Regions from separate parts of the Gasterosteus aculeatus genome. Here region 1 is linked to region 2. A link is a contact called in public Hi-C data. All regions are on one chromosome and are shown on one strand. Each heading gives the region's core, a stretch centred on a gene start, on an enhancer-like site or on the middle of the called end of the contact. The rest is flanking DNA. Distances are from core to core; before and after follow the strand shown. Region 1 overlaps LOC120828941 (nuclear receptor coactivator 3-like). Region 2 overlaps LOC120828851.

Region 1 (2,928 bases), core at 382-2,881, 76 kb after region 2:
GAGATGGTTTTCACCCCAACAACCATAGATCTCTCACACGACGTAATGAAGTTTTAAAAATCCCAACGTCGATATTGTTAAAATTAAAGAGGGAACTCAAATGTGCTGTTTTCCTGGATATTTCGGAGGAATGTCCGTGTGACTCGATTATACTTTCTGTGAGCAGGGAGTCCAGGAATGGGTCCGGGGCCTCGGGGGCCCTTCCAGAGGGCCTTGTCCATGGACGGGAAGCCTCCCGTTGGGCCTGCAGGACCAGGTAGACGCCCGATGCTTATCAAGCAGGAGAACATGATGGGCAGCCCAGACGGATACCCGGGAAACATGGGTGAGCACGTTGTCTCCCACTTTAATCAGTGTGTGTGTTCCCCAGTCCTGTATTTGTTTCCTGTTCTCGTATAATAATAATTTACATTCCAAAGACCCGTTTGCGATAGTGACACACGTCTGGTCCTATTCTACCAGGACCAATGAACAGGGGAATGGTTCCACAGAGGTCTCCCATGGGGGGGTCAGGAGACTGGGGCATGAGCCGCTCCAGTGGCAGCCCAGTGGGACACCCCTCCATGATGCGCCAAGGCATGGAGTACGGCAACAGCAAGGGCATGATGTCGGGACCCATGGTCGGCCGCTCCAACAGCGTACCGGGCTCCAGGTCCATGCTGCAGCAGCAGCTCATGGATATGGGTACGTCTAGTAGGACTGGACAAAAGAAATCTGTGCGTCCCTGTCTATTACATTTTATAAACTGGGGCTTCTGACTGACTCTTGTGGAATTGTGTGTGTATGTTTGTTTGTGGTTTAGGAGGCTCTGCCGACATGGGCATGGGTATGAGCCCCTTCAGCCAGCAGGGCCAGCCCAACCAGTCCCCCTCCTGGCCGGACACTATGATGGGCATGGAGGGTAACAGGTCGGTGCAGCATCCCTCGTTGTCTGTATTCGCTCTGAATGAGCTGCATCGAGGAGGGAGTAGAACCTCATGAACGGCTCTCTGTGACTGTGCCTCGCAGACGCCAGTTTGGCAACACCTTGGATGATCTCTTGGTGCCTCCCACCACCAGCGAGGGTCAGAGCGACGAGCGGGCGCTTCTGGACCAGCTGGACTCGCTACTGAATAACACGGACGGCATCGCTCTGGAGGAGATAGACCGAGCCCTGGGCATCCCAGACCTCGTCAGCCAGGTAGGTCATCAGAAAAGACTTTGAAAGAATGTTTTAACGACACACTCCCCTCCTGTGCTCCCCTGGATCCCCCCCCCCCCTGCAAGGGAAGTAAAAGGTGAAATGATCCGTCTCAGGACTCAATAATAAGTTATCCTTGCGTTTGACTTCGCATTAGATAGTTCAGTCATGACTCGCCGTGCTCAGACTGTTCTCCCACTAAAGAGAGATGGATGACCCCGGAGGGATCTGTCTGTGCCGCTTAGAAAAAGACAATTACAGAGCCGACCAATTGGAAATGAATCAATGAGATGGAGAGGTTTGACAAAGTTCTCTTTTTCTCCTCTGCTCCAGAACCAGGGAAGCGAGCAGCAAATGGAGCCGTTTCCCGGACAGGACCAGTCCATGGTGCTGGACCAGAAGCCCCTGTACGGACAGGGCTATCCAGGACCCCCCTCCATGCCATTGCAGTCCGGCTATGGGGGGAACCCCATGCAGGGGCAGGCCCAGCCGGGGGGGTTTGGGCCAATGCTGTCTCAGATGGGGCAAGGTGGCAGCTTCCCAGGAATGGGTGGCATGGGCAGCATGGGTCACCCTCGTGCCAACATGATGAGACCCAGGATGATGACCGCCAACAAACCCATGAGGCTTCAGCTGCAACAGAGGCTGCAGGGACAGCAGGTATGTCCACCAGAGGTCAACTATCTATACATACACCGTATGCAAGTGGGACAAAGTAACATTTGCCCCTCCATCTTCTCTCTCTCAGTTCATGAATCAGACGCGGCAGGGCATGGGCATGAAGATGGAGAATCCAGGAGGCAACCCTGGCATGCGGCCCGGCATGCAGCCTGGCATGGGAGGACAGGTAGATGACGAAAACTCAAGTCTTACAGATAAATCACCCTAATACGGTTTTAATGTCATCACCGCAATCCAGTTTGAAAAGTATGTCCGGGCATATAAAGAATTTGACCCAAGCTGTCAGTCGCTCTCAATGAATGGAACTTTAATAGTGGTTGAAACGTATAAACCCTTTTTAAAGGGACCCTATCAGAGTGTGTTACTGATCCGTTCAGCAGTCTGGCTGACTCTCCTCTTTTCCTCTTTGGTGTCCAATTTAACCTGGAAATTGTAGAACGGACTCCTGTGGCAAGTTAAACAGATCTAGGCAGTGCGGTACATCACCAGCTGGGTGTTTGTGATCATACTTTAAAACAAGGGGAGTTATAGGTCTCTGGAATCTGAACATGTTGGCTACTACAAGCCGACTTTTAATTGTAATTTTCATGAATTTTCATCGCCCTCAATGATGAGTATTTTATTTTTCATTAGTTCTGAGGCAGACGGGGGGATTAAGAGAGGGAGGATGACAACATGCTCAGCCTCCGTTATTAGGACCTCTTGACTGAATGAAGAATAATCTCCACATCAGATGATGCCAATGTTATTTTTTCCCTTTCTTAAAGAAATACATTAAATGCAACATTCAAGTAACACGACTTTTGTACATTTGACTGTTTTTAGTAGAGTGAAATTCAAAATAAAATCGTGTTATGTCCACATAACAAAAGAGACCTTATCACCCACCCACATCGCATACTTTATATTTGCATTTATATATTGCAGATATATTTATACCGCACGCCATCCCTCCTTACACTCTGACGGTTTGTTTTTGGTGCAGCCGGGCTTCCTCAACGCTCAGATGATGGCTCAGCGCAGCAGGGAGATGGTCACCATGCAGATGAGGAGGCAGCGCATGATGA
Region 2 (2,700 bases), core at 77-2,576:
TCGATTAGTTGTAGTAGTTTGACTTGTACACAAATACTAGATAAATAATTATTCATGAGACGCCAAAGCCCCCGTAGACGGGCCACGTGGGACACGCGTGTCTGCGGGTTCTCGATGTGTGCGTTCCGTCGCTTTATGTCGCTCCTCGGGTTTAAAGTTTGCATCGCACTGGTTCCCTCGGCATTCTCCGCTGGGTTTGGGATTGTTGATTGAAATAAGCTCCGTGAAGGACAAGTTTGTTTCAGCACAGTCACATGACTTCACGCCCCCCCCGGGAAGAGACGCACTGGTGACCTTTAGCGGTGTCCGTTAGCTACGTGCTAACCCTCGCCCGTTTTTAGGACTACTAACAGTTGAAAATGTCATGAGGGGGATATTTACTATTTTATAGTACTACGTGTGTTGACCACAGAACAAAGAGAAAACATTAAAAAGAACAAAACGAGAAGTAGAAATGAAGAAATAACTCGTGAGCGGGTTTCGATCGGAGTGTTTAACAAACAGACATTAGAGATTCCAACAAGAAGTTTCAAGACTTAACAAGTGTGTCCATCACAGTCCCCACTAGTGTTTCACATGGGACGATCTCACTGGGAACCTTGAACGTTTATGTGTCTGATGACGTAAATGTGGGAATCGCACTTGTTCAAAACCCCAAAGATTCTTTAGTTTTGATTCATGTCAATTCCTCCATCTTCCCCCCCGTTTAAATGTGTGTTAACATTTGGCACATGAGACAGATCACCACTGGACGGCTCACCGAGGCATCAGGAGGACATTTCTTTTACCTCGGGGACAATTGTCTGTCGGGATGAATGAGAAACATTTTAGATCTCACTGTTCGGGGATGTGGAGGGTTTGTGTATTTCACACTCAGTAAGCTGTAACGTACTTCGTTGGTGCTTCGAGTCAATTTGTAATGTGTGTGAGATGAAATATTGAGTGTTTTTCTACTCTAGCAGCACACATAACTCCAGAAATCCTACTTAGAAATTTGGTGCCGCGGGGAGATTGCGTCTATTTAAGCATACATCTGTGTTAAAGTCTCTAATACAACACTCGAACTTTGGAAATAAGAATGTCGGAGAAAACTTGGATAAATAATAAATAATAAAAGAAGCTGACGTTGAGTAATCTGTAGTATTTTACATCTCTGTTAATAAGTAACAAGCATTTATGAACACTGAGACTGAACTGCGTGAATGTCGGCGATGCGTTTTCTTTGGTTGCACATCCCTCGTTTGGCCAGTAGAGGGTGCTCGTGTTTCACAATTAAACGTAGAGGCGTTGAAATGATTCGACCGTCGTAAATATGCAGAAGGAATAAAAGCTTTGGGGGCGTGTGTTGGAGAAAAACAGCAGCAAAGGGGTATAAACGAGGAAGGGAAAACAGGAAGTACATGTTGGCTAAAAACCTGTAAGGATTGGCGGCATCAGAGAGGAATCAGATTTGAACTTGGCTTCTTCCTCAACACATTACACATACTAATATGTGTGCACCGGTCCGTGGAGAAAGAAGCGCGTTCCTGTCCCTGAGGGATGCGTTACAGCTGGAGACCCCAAAAGACCACCAGCAGTCACGAGGCTTCCACCCGTCTGCTGCCACGTCATGTGATCGAATCACCTGAACGCACTGAGGGGAATGATTTGTGTCGCTACAAGCAGAACTCAAAGGGGAATATTGAGCGCTGATTACCTCGTTTAACGTATCACAATGAGAAATGTGGGCAAATGTTCTCCCGGTGGACTTCACACCAAACCATGACAGCATCACATGATCGGATTCGTAAATAAAAATCGGCCTCAGTGAGATCTTGTCTTACACCTTGTCCATCGGCTTTGTCTGATATGACCAAACCATCACATGCAAAACGCAGCTTAGTTGAAGTCTACAATCTGGGTATTTATTTGGGACAAATATAAATGGGACCCGGTTTGATTCATTCCATGACGGGAGGACTGGAGACTTTGTTGCTTCACGTGACTTCAAGCCTGTGAAGTTTTTTCTCAAGTTTTCTGGCAACAACCCACAAGATTCCAGCTAAAGGCCAAAAGAAAGATTTGGCTTTTTAAATGGTGCAACCTCCAAAAAATGACAAGGGGGTGAGCTATCTTTGTCCTGCTCTGTTATCTGATTTTTTAAGCCAATGTAAAACACATTTATAGACATATATGCTGATATAAGTGTTTTGAAGCAGTCAGTTTGAACGTAGAGCATGTTGTGCTGCCTCGTTCCCTGTTGCGCAACAAGCAGAATAAATGACGACGTGTTGAGGAACAGATTGTCTTTGCTGGAGCCCCGGTGAATAAAAGGTGCCGTTGCCCCCCCGGTGAACATCTCCCCTTTCTGTGCCTATCAAGAACACAATGTACCCGACCACGAATGACAGGTGACTGTTAGATGTTAAGGTGACGTCCGACATCCCCGGTTCCGGTCCAGTCAGGGACGATGGATCAATTAAACAGGCGCTCGTGTCAGAGGAACTTATGTTGTGTCTGCATTCTGTTTTTCATTATTTTTTGAGTTTATTATTTAAAGAATGATTAACTTTCCTTAAGTTCTGGTAACCTCAAACTACATGTTTCTATTTTTTTTAAAAAGACACTAAGACAATTCTCTGAAACAAGTCGGGTTTTCTTGATACATACAAGTCACATCCGGCTGTTTTGTAATTCATCAATCCACCCTCAATAACTAAT

The links. A called contact is a pair of places that touch in the nucleus more often than the background predicts.
Region 1: a contact with region 2 is called in a Hi-C map of skeletal muscle, with 5 times the contacts expected there. The contact joins two enhancer-like sites. A contact is called at or near these places in 4 of 6 Hi-C or Micro-C datasets (liver, skeletal muscle, tail fin and 1 more).

The regions. Positions count from the first base shown.
Region 1 is chr2:4,130,515-4,133,442 of fGasAcu3.hap1.1, forward strand. It overlaps LOC120828941 (nuclear receptor coactivator 3-like), which reads left to right. Exons shown (of 23, transcript XM_078086729.1): 14 at 167-325; 15 at 463-684; 16 at 803-908; 17 at 1,009-1,180; 18 at 1,514-1,840; 19 at 1,929-2,027; 20 at 2,847-2,928. Among protein-coding and RNA genes, the nearest start is that of LOC144386290, 8.8 kb to the right of the region's middle. Within about 2 kb of position 1,632, at least 2 of the 9 cell types and tissues checked have open chromatin away from gene starts, as enhancers often do.
Region 2 is chr2:4,054,760-4,057,459 of fGasAcu3.hap1.1, forward strand. All of the region lies in intron 6 of LOC120828851, which reads right to left. Among protein-coding and RNA genes, the nearest start is that of LOC120828851, 9.1 kb to the right of the region's middle. Within about 2 kb of position 1,327, at least 3 of the 9 cell types and tissues checked have open chromatin away from gene starts, as enhancers often do.